2 separate regions of the Mus musculus genome follow, and region 1 is linked to region 2. A link is a contact called in public HiChIP or PLAC-seq data. All regions are on one chromosome and are shown on one strand. The core of a region is the stretch at or near the end of the contact, and the rest is flanking DNA. Distances in the headings are between cores, read along the strand shown.

What was found. HiChIP or PLAC-seq counts read pairs in DNA pulled down with a chosen protein or histone mark.
Region 1: a contact with region 2 is called in an H3K27ac HiChIP or PLAC-seq map of VIP interneurons, with 4 times the contacts expected there. The contact joins the promoter of Ank here to the enhancer-like site in region 2. A contact is called at or near these places in 3 of 39 promoter capture datasets (the 3T3-L1 cell line, hippocampal neurons and liver), 1 of 15 datasets of contacts at CTCF or cohesin (the NIH/3T3 cell line), 4 of 484 Hi-C or Micro-C datasets (adipose-derived mesenchymal stem cells, cortical neurons and embryonic fibroblasts) and 3 of 115 datasets of contacts at active chromatin or transcription factors (VIP interneurons, embryonic fibroblasts and forebrain).

Annotation. Positions count from the first base shown.
Region 1 is chr15:27,463,676-27,471,010 of GRCm38.p6, forward strand. It overlaps Ank (progressive ankylosis), which reads left to right and starts at 3,002. Exons shown (of 12, transcript NM_020332.4): 1 at 3,002-3,424. The coding sequence starts at 3,329.
Region 2 is chr15:27,371,804-27,379,052 of GRCm38.p6, forward strand. No RefSeq gene overlaps it. Among named protein-coding and RNA genes, the nearest start is that of Gm36899, 87 kb to the right of the region's middle. Within about 2 kb of position 3,093, at least 2 of the 459 cell types and tissues checked have an H3K27ac peak or open chromatin away from gene starts, as enhancers often do. A contact at or near this core is called in VIP interneurons, where this site is marked.

The DNA.
Region 1 (7,335 bases), core at 1,752-4,251, 92 kb after region 2:
AACTTCTTACCTACCACAATCACTTATATTTAGGGCTTTCCTGTCATATTGTTGACGACATGAAAACTATGTTTACAAGAAGGGAGAGGCGGGGCTTCCTTTTTAAATCTCTTATCCGATTGTGATGTTTGTTTGTTTGTTTGTTTGTTTGTTTCGAGACAGGGTTTCTCTGTGTAGCCCTGGCTGCCCTGGAACTCACTCTGTAGACCAGGCTGGCCTCGAACTCAGAAATTCACCTGTCTCTGCCTCCCAAGTGCTGGAATTAAAGGCGTGCGCCTCCACCACGCCCGGCGTGATTTTATTTTAAAATATTTTCTTTTTAATTAAAGGGGATGGTGTGCGTGCGCATGAGTGGTTGTGTTGGGGTAGGAGCCCTGTGCGCATGAGTGCAGGGGCCTGAAGAGGGCGCTGGATCCTGGGGAAGTGGAAGATGCAGGCAGGCGAGCCATCAGGCTTAGTTGCTGGGAACCAAAATGGAGTCCTCTTCTAGAGAGTCAGTCCTGCTGGGCCATTTCTCAACCCCGAACTGTAGTTCTTTAGTGAAAAACAAAACAAAACAAAGAACAATTAAACGTCCCATTGCCTTTTTAAGTTTCTCTGGTGTTGCTTGAACTTATACCCACTTAAAAGTCTAAAAAGGTATTCTTGTCCTTAATCAAAGATGCCACCAACTCACTTGTTAAGGATAGATTTTAAAAGTACTCAAGGATAATGGCCTTTGGCTGATTTTTCTCACCATCCCCTTCAGACCGAAAGGGTGCGTGTGGCCGCAGTAGCAGCTGAGATGCAGCAGCCTCTTCCGGAGACCAGTGAGAGCAAACAGGTCTTCAGGAGCATTGATCCAGGGCTTCATCAATTCACATAGCAGGCAAGGGTCAGCACGACTAGATCACTTTAATTGAAACGAGCTTATGAAAACATAGACTAACAGAATGGGTAAATCACCAGACCACATTTGCTTTAGAACAGAAGTCTTCTCCGTGAATTCCTTTAAATAACCCATTCCTTTTTTTTTTTTTCTTTTTTTTGTATGGTTAGCTTAATAACTGACTACACAGAAACATGCCTTTCAGGAATTGCTCCTGGGGAGAGCCCTGTACACAAGAACTTCCTGTTTTGCTGGAAAAAAATCTCTTTTAAGGGTAACTGTTTGACATATCAAATGCAATGAACAATTACCAAAGTTTTGTTTTAATTATATGGGTGATGTAATTTGGGGTTACACGGAACTGCGGGTAAATTGGTTTCCTAGTTTTTAGGGGCTTCAACCAGAGTGTGTAAAACTGAAGGGGATAAAAGGCATCAAATATGGAAATATTTAATACTTGCGATGCAGTCGGAAAAATCTGCACCAGAAAGTTAATGTCTCAAGCTCTTATTTATTTACTTATTTATGTATTTAATAAAGGCAAGGTCTCCCTACAAAATCCTAGCAGGCTTGGAACTCATTATGTAGCCAAGATTGGCCTGGAACTTACAGCAATCCTCCTGCCTCTGATTACCTTCAAATATAGTATTAATATGAGCCTTACAGAGATAAAGGGAATGGGTTCATTTCTTAGGACAAAATACTTGAATGTTTTAAGTAATACACAAGTTTAACTCATTATGTTTATTTTAAAAGATGTGTCAAGGCTATACAGAGAAACCCTGTCTCGAAAAACCAAAAAAAAAAAAAAAAAAAAAAGATGCATAGGAAGATACAAGTTGAACAAACCATCTATCTCAACTGCTACAGAATGAAAAGCTAAGGCCCCTTGTTCAGAAATTCATCATTTCAAGAGGGCAAGACCAGGGTTTGAAGAAAACGATGTTTCAGCAGTTAGGAGCACCGACTGCTGCTCTTCCAGAGTCCCGGGTTCCATTCCAGCACTCATATGGTAGCTCACAATGTTCTGGAATCCAGGAGAAGCTCCAATGCCCTCTTCTGGGCTCTGTGGGTGCTGGACAAGCATGTCATGCACAGACAGACATGCAGACAAAAAAAAATATCTGCCCATAGACATAAAATAATAAAATAAATATTAATGAAAAGTATTAAGGCAAAAACAGAGAGCCAAAGCAGGCACAGGACCCTCTACGAGCTAAGCTTTTTTGTGTGACTGTACTCGTCTCTTGGAGGCCAGCCCCGCCCTGCTGTGAATGCTTCAGTCACTGGCTTGGACCCTTTTTTCATACACTATACTGGGACACCGGCTGATGCTGGCTTTGTCAAGCTTTTCAGTTTTAGGTAAAAGTCTCAGCTCAGCAACTGATTTATCATGAAATCACTGGGGACATATTATAACACAGCCGAGCAGATTTTCTTTCCTTTTTTTTTTTTTTAAGCATATTTACCGGTCGACTTTTAAATAAGTAAACGGTTGCACATTACTAGCAAAAGCTGGAGACCGGTATGGAGCATCCCAGAACCCTAGTCCAGGACGGACAGTCAGTCCCTGCCACCCGGTGTATTTTTCCCCAGGGTCTGCAGATCTCTGTCACGAGAGATGCGAGATGCTCGTTTTGGTAAACCATCCTTCTCTCCCACTAATGCAGCCGTATCCCCATCACCCTAAAGCAGCTCCCAGTCCGCCTCAAGGCCGCCCGGACGCCGAGGCCTTTCCAGCTCGGTTGTCCCCGAAGCTCTACTCCTGGTTCCCAACTCTGGAGACGGCGCTCACACGGCCTTGCCGGACGCTCCGGGGACAGCATGGGGCTGTCGGTGTCGGGTCACCCGGAGTCCCCGCCCGCTCGCCCGCCCCGCCTGACTCCCCGCTCCGCGCGCTCGGCTCAGGCGGCGCCCCGGTCCCCCGCGGGCGCGGACGGCAGTGGCCTGTGCGAGCGCAGCGCCCCCCGCGGCCGAGCCGTGCGCAGCGGAGCGGGGAGGCGGCGCCGGGCCGGCCCCCTCCCGGGTCGCCAGCGGTGTCGCGCCTCCGCCCGCCCCTGATTTCCTCCGCGCGGCGCGGCGGCGGCGGCGGAGGCGCCTCGTGCGCGCGGTTATTTATTTATTTCCGGGCCCAGAGCGCTTATAATGGAGCCGCTGTCAGCAGAAGCCTCTGCTGCCGCCGCCGCCGCCGCCGCCGCTGCCGCCGCTGCCGTCCCTGTCCCTCCTCTCTTTCTCCCCGGCAGATCTTTGTTGTGTGGGAGGGCAGCGGGGATGGACTTGAGCTCGCGGCTCTCCTGCTAGAGCAGCAGCGCTTGGAGAGGACGCCGCCGCCGCCGCGAGCAGCCGCCGCCCCAGGCCCCGCCGGCCGCGGCCTCCGTCCCCGCGCTGCGCTCCGCGCGCCTCCCAGCACAGTGCCCTCGCGGCGGCAGATGAGTGTGGGGTCAGCCCACGGCGGGGACTATGGTGAAATTCCCGGCGCTCACGCACTACTGGCCCCTGATCCGGTTCCTGGTGCCCCTCGGCATCACCAACATAGCCATCGACTTCGGGGAGCAGGTAAGCCCGGCCGCGCCCGGTGCGCCTCGCTCGCCCAGCCTCGGCCTTGGATGCCGGGCGCCGGGGGGATGCGGGAGGAGAGGAGTCACCTGCTCCGAACCCCCTTTACCCTGGACCATTTGACGTGGCTTTGCGGCTTGTCGAGGGTGACTTTTGCAGCGCCCCATCCCCTCCCTCCGCAGATATTGGAGACTTTTCCAGCGTTCTTTGGAAAATAGCAAGCGACGGGATGATGGGGAACTTCACCTATAGAAAGGGGTTTAGTGCTCGGGATGAGTATTATGTAATTTGTGATTATGTAAACCTCGGGCCCAGAACTGCATGTAGTTTCTAGTAGCATTTAGTGCTGGCTTTTTACTTGCACAGGGTTTGGTGATGGTAGTGATGGTGGGAGAATTTGCCTTACAATGTCTCCAAGTTGATTTCCCACGTACTTCCAAATTTACATCTTTGCATGTAGCCTAGGTAAGGATTAGGGGTGTCCAGGAGGTACCTTGCCTAGAGGATCACTGATTATATCTACTTTAGGATATCTGTTCTCTCTCTCTCTCTCTCTCTCTCTCTCTCTCTCTCTCTCTCTCTCTGTGTGTGTGTGTGTGTGTGTGTGTGTGTTCTCTCTCCTCTCTTCCTTCCACCCCTTTGGACGAGAGCACATTTCTGGTGCTGCCTTCTCATTCTTTTTTCACGCTATCTCCATGTGGCGTCATTACCAATCTGGTGCTGCAGGCTCTCCCGTGGCGGTGAGGCACTGGTACCCTTTTGCAGGGCTTCCTGGCAGTTGCAGTTACAGCCTAAGGTCCGGGAGAGGGTTTGGGGGTGGGAGCTGGACCTTTTCAAAAGTGTAAGATAGACCTACTTTTGCAAATGTACTATTTTTTCCTTTCAAAGCAGTGGGATAAACCCTCTTTTGTTCATTAAGGGGCTCTGGATGGAGGCGGGAGTGAGGAGTTTCTGACAGTCACTGGGTAGGCAGGTATAGCCCACCTCTGTGTAGGGAAGGATAATTCATACAGGCAGGTGAAGAGTCGATACAGGAGCACAGGAAAACGAGGTATCTGCTTCACATGCGTTGGAGATGATTAAGACATAGAAAATTATTAAAACGTCTCACCAGCTTTTAAGCCTCGGACTTGTCAAGAACAAGAAGACTAGGAATGTCACTTAAGTGTTTCTTGGGTAGGTAGGTTTTGTTTGTGATTATAAACACAAGTTTGCGTTTACACTGAGCCTGTGGCAGAACTTTGAGAGTGGAAATTTAGATTCCCCTGAAAAGTTTGGACACTGCACATGGGTGATGATCACAAAAAGAAATCACACAGCAAGTCTCAGAGCATGTGTGTTATGAGGTGCCCATTAAGAGACCTATAAGTCTATTCTAGTTCCCTAATTCTCTCCATAAACATTATGGACTTCTCTATCATTTTATAGCTGGTTGGGGAGGCGATACAATGGAGTATTCTGGCAATTACAAAACCTGTTTTTCGGCCAGGTGTGGATTTAATCCCAGCACTAGGGAAGCAGAGGCGGGTGAGTCGTGAGTTCAAGGCCAGCCTGGTCTACAGAAAGGGTTCCAGGTCAGCCAGGGCTACACAGTGTGACTCTGTCTCAAAAGCAAACAAACAAAATAAATAAACTTAACACATTTTAAGAATATCTATTTTCACTTTTCACAGAAACTGTTTTTTATTATATATATATACATATATATATACATATATATATATATATATATCCTCTCTTCCCCCATTGTTAGTGGTTGGTAGTCTAAAACATTAATCACTTACATCCGTTGATTACCAAGTACCTGGTTAAAACACCATGTTATATTTATTCATTTTGTATTTGAGGGATGAATGAGAGGTCTAGGCATGGTGAATCTCATGCCCAAGAACTACATAGATAGTAAATGGCAGACCTGAATTTGAGGTCTACACCCACCTTGGCCTTGCAGGTTCTGATAGCAGCCTTCGCCAGTGCAGCCTCTTCAGGGATATTTTCCCAGGCTTCTTTGAAGATTAGAAATAAGTTCTAGCTTTCCAGACCTCACCCGAGGCTCAGATTTAATCTTTGCTGCCATGTTTTGGACCTTTACATTTTTTTTATTACATTTATTTATTTAGTGAGAAAGACATACCACACACACACACACACACACACACACACACATTTATCAGCTGCACCATCTGGCCAGCTCCATACTGTGAACTTGACAGTCCCAATAGATAAAGGAAAATTGTGAAAGAATGCTCTCTCAGGAAAGGGGAACTGTAACCCAGAAGTTCATGTTAGAAGAGATGAATCATTCAGATAATTCGGTAGAAACAATATTTAATTTTAGTAAGGTTGGCTTAGGCTTTGGTTGAGGAGAAAGCAGAAGGAACAGCCAATGCCTTTTTAATAAAGTTATTGAAGTTATGTAGCCTTTACTATATAACAACATGAATTGCTAAGTAAAGAAGGAAAATGCTTGGGTATAGTTTATTTTAGAACTTTATTTATTTGTAGGTGTGTGTAGGTGTGTGTGTGTGTGTGTGTGTGTGTGTGTGTGTAGGTGTGTGTGTGTGTGATCTCTTCTCCCCTTCCCCCTCTGGATAGGTGAGCAAGAACTTTACCCACTGAGCTAGCTGCATTAGCCCTCCCCACACCCACACCAGCATATTGTAAACAGCATGTTTCTTTTACACTATCTAAATGCCTATTTGATCTCTAGGTACAGAGAGTCCCTGATTTTCTAGAAGCCAGGATCACCAAGTATCTTTATCAGGGTTTCTATTGCTGTGGTGAAACACTGTGATCAAGAGCAAGTTAGGAAGAAAGGGGTTTATTTATTTGTCTTATACTTCCACATTGTAGTCCATCATTGAAGGAACTCAGGGCAGGAACTCACACTGGGCAGGAACCTGAAGTCAGGAGCTGATGGAGAGGCCAGGAGAGGTGCTGCTTACTGGCTTGCCCCTCATGGCTCACTCAGGTTGCTTTCTTTTTTTTTTTTTTTTTTTTTTTTTAGGGTTTTTTTTTTTTAATTAGGTATTTTCTTCATTTACATTTCCAATGCTATCCCAAAAGTACCCCCATACTCTCCCCCCTCCCCCCACTCCCACTTCTTGGCCCTGGCGTTCCGCTGTACTGAGGCATATAAAGTTTGCAAGACTGATGGGCCTCTCTTTCCAATGATGGCCGACTAGGCCATCTTCTGATACATATGCAGCTAGAAACACGAGCTGGGGGGGGGGGTGATACTGGTTAGTTCATATTGTTGTTCCACCTATAGGGTTGCAGACCCCTTTAGCTCTTTGGGTACTTTCTCTAGCTCCTCCATTGGGGGCCCTGTGATCCATCCAGTAGCTGACTGTGAGCATCCACTTCTGTGTTTGCTAGGCCCCGGCATAGCCTCACAAGAGAGTTGCTTTCTTGTAATGGAACCCTGTACTACAGCACAGAGGTGGCCCCGCCCACAGTGAGCTGGGCCCTCCCACATCAATCAATCATTAAGAAAATGCCTTGCAGGCTTTCCTGCAGCCTGATCTTAGGGAGGCATTTTCTTCATTGAGGTTTCCTCCTCTCAGATGACTATAGCTTGTGTCGAATTGACATAAAAACCAGCCAGCACATCAAGTTATATAGAATAAATGACTATTATGAAAGGTACTTAATACCACTTAAAACGTTAAGGGCAACTTGAGTAAAGCCTTGCAGCATTCTCAAGCCAAAATGTATTCTACTTAATGCCAGATTGTCCCTCCCTTCCCCCACCAAAGTCAGGAGTGTACTGTGTAGCCCAGCCTTGGCCTCAACTCTTTATCCTCCTGCCTCAGTCTCCTAAACTCTGAGACTATAGGTATGCACTACTATGCCAAGCAGATATTCCAAATGGCTCTAAAAGAGTCACTGAGTTTGGTAGAGTTTGCCAT
Region 2 (7,249 bases), core at 1,843-4,342:
TCCTCTTGGCAAAAGAGTCAGAGACAATCCCCACTCCTGCTGTTAGGGGTTCTACAAGACCACCAAGCTACACAAGCATCACACACATGCAGATGACCTAGTTCAGACCCACCCAGCTCTGTGTTTGTGGCTTCAGTCTCTGTGAGCCCCCATGCACCCTGTTTAGTTTATTCTGTGGTGTGTTCTCATGGTATCCTCAACCCCTCTGGTGCCCCATCTTCTATGGGGTCCCCTAAGCTCCACCTAATGTTTGGCTGGGGGTCTGGTCTCTGCATCTGATTCTAAAACATATTTTTTAAAAAGAAGAAAGGGGGCAGGAGAAATGGCTCAGTGGTTAAGAACACTGGCTGACCTTCATGAGGACTGGGGTTCAATTCCCAGCACCCATATGGCAGCTCACAAATGTCTGTAACTCCAGTTCCAGGAGATCCAATACTGTCACACACACACACACACACATACATGCAGGCGTAACACCAATGTATGTAAAAATAATAAAAATAAAATCATTTAAAAAGGAAAATGAAAAGTTAACATGTACCAAAACAACTCTGCAATGAAATGGTACCATGTACCTACTAAAATATCAATGTCAGGAAAGATTGCCTAGTGACTAGGGTTTTCAAACACTCTTGGTAATATAAATTAGTACAATGAATTGAGAACAGTTTGGCCATATATTAAACACCAACCCAACCACGTGCTTCCCCTGTGGTCACCAACTCTACTCAGAGCATTATCCACAAATGCTAATGAGTGCATACATGAACCAAAAGATATGGCCCAGAATGCTCAGGGAATCATTTCCCAATAACAAAAACCTGAACGGTTCATGGACAAGTAATGTTTTATTTATAAAACAGAATGGCCATGTGAAGCTAAGAGTGAACAAGCCAACCACCTGTAACAGCACACACTCAAGGATTTTGACTAAAAGACCTTAAATGCCAACAAGCACCTGTTGTGAGAGTTCATTTGAATAACATTCAAAAGTTTACAAGACTAACAGTGACTAAGTCAGGGTATTGTTTAATTTGGGACAAATGTTGGAATCACCAAGCAGGTCCTAAGGAGAAGTTCTGAGTTCTCAGCAATGTTTTATGTCCTGTCTTCAGTGACACTTATAATTTGCATTCATCTTGTGAAATTTTTTCACCTGCTTGTCCCTGGTTTTGTTATGCTTTAATAAAAGCTTTAGTAGCTGTACTGGCTAGTTTTGTGTCAACTTGACACAGCTGGAGTTATCACAGAAAAAGGAGCTTCAGTTGAGGAAATGCCTCCATGAGATCCAACTGTAAGGCATTTTCTCAATTAGTGATCAAGGGGGAAAGGCCCCTTGTGGGTGGGACCATCTCAGGGCTGGTAGTCTTGGCTCTATAAGAAAGCAGGCTGAGCAAGCCAGGTGAAGCAAGCCAGTAAGTAACATCCTTCCATGGCCTCTGCATCAGCTCCTGCTTTCTGACCTGCTTGAGTTCCAGTACTGACTTCTTTTGGTGATGAACAGCAGTATGGAAGTGTAAGCCAAATAAACCCTTTCCTCCCCAACTTGCTTCTTGGTCATGATGTTTGTGCAGGAATAGAAACCCTGACTATGACAGTAGCTAATTAGATAGTTGTGCTGGGGATTAAATTCAGGGGCCTGTGCAACATGACCACACAGTCTACTACTGAGCCACAACCCAGTCTCAAAAAGTCAGCTTTTGCTTTCTCTTTTTGTTGTTGACCCTTGAGAAAGGGTCTCACTATGTTGTCTAAACAAGTCTTAAATTTACTGCCTCTGAGTGCTAGGTTTAAAGGCCTGCACCATCATATCATCCATGCTTAATTTTCGTGTACCCAACATATATATTACTTATTGTACAAAAGCAGTGACTATGGAAGGAAAAGCATTATTTCTTCAGGAATATGTAAATGGGCACCATGGAAGGTGTTGACTTTTCTCAGGATTTGAGTCAGGAACCTTGGGAACTAGTAGGCTCCACAAATGTTCTAGTTACCTGCAAAGACATTACACATTTCTTCTGTGCATTTATGGAGACCTTCAAATTTCTTTTTTCTCATTCCATCATTTTCCACTCATTTTTCTAAACGCCCTAAAGAATTCTGCATAACACAGTAACACGATAGCCCTTTGTTCCTGGCTCACTGACATTTCTTTAAGATCTGAGCAAAAATAAACTGTTAAAGCCAGTCTTCCTCTCCTGACTACATCCATGATGCCTGAAGCAGCATAAGAGCTCAGAGTGGAAACGGGAGTCTTGACCATTCCATAGGCTCGCCACAAAGGGTCACTCTGGAATGTAGAAGGGAAGGCTCTCAGGGCAAAACTCTTCAACTGGAAGGATAAGGTTTGTCTTAGCCTAGCTATTCTGACATAGCCTATTTTGATCCCACTGCAGAAATAAGCACTCTTTAGTCAAGGTCTGGATAGATAGTATTTAGAGGAGAGAGTCATGAAGAAAATGGGAGCTGGGGTGCTGAGGTGATGCACTGAATTTAAATTCTTGCTGGTTTTGTTGTTCTTATTTTGGTTTTTGTTTGTTTATTTGTTTTTGTTTTTGTACTAGCTGGATCATAGACTATCTGAGCACTTAATGTCTTTATTCCTGAAAGGGACATTTGACTAGAAAGTCACTAGTCTGGAGATTTTTATTTGATCAGTTTGTTTTATTTTTTTATTAGATATTTTCTTTATTTACATTTCAAATGTTATCCCCTTTCCTAGTTTCCCCTCCAAAATCCCTTATCCCCTCCTCCCTCCCCCTGCTCACCAACCCACCCACTCCTGCTTCCTGGCCCTGGCATTCCCCTATACTGGGGCATAGAACCTTCACCAAGTTTGTTTTAAATTCTACCTCAGTACCTGATACCACAGCTCTAAAGCAGAACTAAGAACTGGCGCCTCCTTTGGTAGGACATGCTAGTGCATTGTCACAGTACTGGAGTCTTAACTAATTGTACTGATAGGGTACCACTCTTCAGGAGCTCCCTGCCAGGAAACTTGTGTTTGGAGATTCTCTGTGATCCCTTGATGCTACACTCACTCAAGCAGGCAATTGTGCTGTTGAAGCCCAGAACTTTCAGTTTTATTTTTTCACACAGCACTGGACACAACAATGCATACTAACAAATAGTATTCTTTGATGGTGCCAAAAAAGACAGAACAATTCTTCTCATCCAACTGGTCAGATGGTTGTTAAACGGGAAAGAAAATTATATCTATTTTCTCAAATGTTTGGACAGGATGTGGTTTCCAATCAGAAGCATTTTAAAATGTTCTGGACAAAGTATGAACCCATTTCCAATTAACATGTTACAAAAATGGAAATCTCCCGGCTTACTTACTCCTATATGGATACATTAGAAACTCCCTAATTCAATTGCATAAGATATCCAATGACAGTGTCGCCCCTCAGTTACTAGATGCAAGTAGAGCTGTGGACTCTGCCCTCCCTGGCCTTGCTCCACACACCGCATACTTCAAAAACCAATATTATCAACATCTTTGAACTTCTTGAAACAGCTCGAGGGCAAATGACAGAGTCACTAGAAGAATATTGTGTGTCAAATGCTTTTCTAAGTACAGGACGCATAATAGAAAGCTAAGACTGTCCCAACTGTTGACCTCACGGAAATTACCCTACAGAAGTATCTTTAAGAGCACAGCTAGGCGTTCGGATGGATGAAGTGAAGTCCTCTTATTCAATTTTTTCAAAGGTTTCATTAATTTTGTCCAAGGAAAGTTTAAGAAGAGAAAGGCACTTCAGAAGCCCTCTGAGGAGAATTCCAATAATGTTCTAATATTTGAAGATGTACACAGCCTACTTTGAGGATGGGACCTGTCTTAGTCAGGGTTTCTGTTCCTGCACAAACATCATGACCAAGAAGCAAGTTGAGAACGAAAGGATTTATTCGGCTTACACTTCCACTTTGCTGTTCATCACCAAAGGAAGTCAGGGCTGGAACTCACAAAGGGTAGGAACCTGGAGAGAGGAACTGATGCAGAAGTCACGGATCGGTGCAGTTTTCTGGCTTGCTTCCCCTGGCTGACTCAGCTTGCCTTCCTATAGAACCCTGACTACCAGCCCAGGGCTGACACATCCTACAACTGGTCCTCCCACCAGCGATCACTAATTGAGAAAATGCCTTACAGCTAGATCTTATGGAGGCATTTCCTCAAGAAAGGTTCCTTTCTCTAGCAAGTTGACACACAAAACCAGCCAGTACAAGGCCTATGTGATAACGACTTACTTAAATCCCATAATGTAATCAATGGATTCCCCTAATCATAAACAAGTGGGGAAGACAATTAAAAATGGCCAGGTATAAATGTTAGGCTTTGAGTTGGACATAATGTTTTTACTTATTAGTATTACCATTTAATTTTGCTCCTACACTAAGTAAGTGTCTGCTGTCTAATATTTAAAAGATGTCAATGAAAAAAGGCACAATATGTGTACAAAATGCCCCAGGTATGAAGAGTGCATAATTTTCATTTGGCTGAGGACTAAAAAATGCTAATTCAGAATCATCAACTGTAATGCTTTCCTGGAGAAGAAGAAATGCAGATAGAAGAAATTCCTTGTCACCTTCTTGGGTGAGTGGACATTGGACATATGATTGGGGGGGAGGGGTACAGGGAAGAAACCTGTGGCAGTTAACAAAGATGAGGCTTTTAGGACAGCAGAGTTCATTGGTGGAGGAGATGGGTTCTCTTGCATCTTTAATTTGGGCTCATTCATAGACAAAACTCAACTCCATGCTCAGAAAGTATCTTTCTCTGTTTTGTTTTGCCTGTGCATCTCAAAGGTGTCCAAAGATGGGATCAGTTTGCTCCTAGGCTCATGAATAGTTAACTTAAGTGGCCAAGAATGTGGGGCAAGGGTGAATCAGGCCCAGGTGAATAATGAAAGGAAAGTGGGACTGAGTGAGGCAAACAGAGATGGGAACACAGAACAGTTGTTCATTCTCTGTGTGGGCAGGAAAACCCTCTGAAGAGAATTCCAATAATGTTCTAGTATTTGAAGAACTACATACCCTACTTTGAGGAAGAGAGGACCTATGTGATAACGACTTACTTAAATCCCATAATGTAATCGATGGATTCCCCTAATGATAAACAAGTCGGGAGAGATAATTTCATTGGAAACACAGAATACTCTGCAAGGCTATACACAAAGCCAACCATCATCGTGTTCAGTGGAAAGTTTTATTGTAGTTTGTCTTATTGTTAAAACAACATCTTACCTGGTAGCCACAGCTGGACACAAACTCGCGATCCTACTGTATCAGCCTCCCTAGTACTGAGATTACTGGGGCTAGTGCCATTCATTTTGGGTGAAACAACTTCCTAACGGCAGATCAAAAGATAAAGAGTCCATGTAAGTAACAAAGTTTTGTATATGAGATGGCTAATCTTGGTTGTCCGTCTGATACACTTGGGAAGAGGGAACCTCAGTGAGAACTTGCCTCCATCAGATTGGCCTGTGGGCAAGTCTGTAGGAAATTTTGCTAATTGCTAATTGATGTAGAAATGCTTAGCCCACTGTGGGTGGAACAGTCCCTAGGCAAATGGACCTGGGCTGTATAAGAAGCTGGACATGAGCCGGGTGAAAGCCAGTAAACAGTGTTTCTGCTTGAAGCACCTGCCTTGGCTTTCCTCAGTGACAGACAATATGCTGTGAGATGAAAGAATCCCTCTCCTCTCCAAGTTGTTTTGGTCATGGTGTTTATCACAGCAACAGAAAGAAAACTAGGACAGTATGCCATCAAATCAGAGCTTCTAGTAGCAGCTGCTTAGGAACCTGATGGCTAAGACATTTTCCTCAGTAAAGTTCTTTTTACCTGGGCATGTGGCACTAATCTATAATCGCAGTACTCAGATGGCTGAGGCAGGAAGATCACAAGTTCACACCTAGCCTGGGCAACAGAGCAAGAAACTTGCTCAAAAGATAAGAGGCAATGAGGGAGGGCAGGGGAAGATACAGAACAAGAATTCTTCCTTCTGTTTCCTGACACAGATGCTAATTTGATGCGTTGCTACAGGCAGAGACCGGGCAGGAATAAGAATTTTGAGCAACACTTGACTCTGTAACTGTAATCACAGCTTTATAATTGGCCATAGATCTATAGGATTTAATCAATGAATATGTTTAATGTGGTAATGCTTCTGTTGGGGTATGCCATTCACAGTTGATTAAAGAAGCTGGTTGAGAAAATATGAGCATCCATAGAGTTCTCTGGCACACCAACATCTCTGTTTATTTATTTATTTATAAATTGTTTTATTTATTTACATTCCAAATGTTACACCCCTTCCCAGTTCCCCTTCCAAGAGTTCTTCACCCCATCCCCACTCCCCTTTGCCTCTGAGAGGGTGCTCCCCCCCCCCACCTACCCATCCCTCTCACTCACCCACTCACCCCTACTTCCTGTCTGGAAGCACAACATGGCATCAGTAAAGGGTTTGGTGCCGTCCAATGGGATGGATTCCAAGTTGGGCGGGTCAATGGATATCCTTTCCTTCAATCTCTGCCTTTCCTTCAATCTCTGCTCCATTTTCATCCTTTTCTTTCTTTTAGACAGGAACAATTCTAGGTTTAAAAAAAAATGAAGGTAGGTTAGTTGATGGGATCGCACCATTTCAAAGCACAAGTCATTTAAGGCAAAGCCATTTTTTTTCTCTGTGTAGCTCTGGCTGTCCTGGAACTCACTTTGTAGACCAGGCTGGCCTCAAACTCAGTAATCTGCCTGCCTCTGCCTCCCGAGTACTGGGATTAAAGGCGTGCGCCACCACGCCCGGCAAAACCTTCTTTCTTTAAGTATACATTTCCCAGATAGTGTGGGTGTGTGTTGGTGACCACAGGCCCAAGTGATAAACAACAACAAGCCTCCAGTTAGATTTCATCATTCTTAGTCAACTCTGGGACAGTGTTAACTAAAAGGGATCTTGTCATCTCTCCAAGCTACACCTCTATGAGACTTGATAAATGTCATGTTGGTGAGCAAGGTGAAGCAACCACACTATATTTAACTTGACAGATGTAAGGAGCTGTCAGGCTGGGGACTTAAAGACAGGCAATCTATTAGTCACTGCCTCTCTGAGTACTTAGGGATCATACAGGTCTCTGGAGACTGCAACATCAGAAAGAAAAACCTCTGAGTCAAGGGCACTATTATTCCTACCGTCAAATAGATTCAGGCTTTCAGTTTGCCTTAGCTGTTATTATTTTTTATTATTGCCTAATGG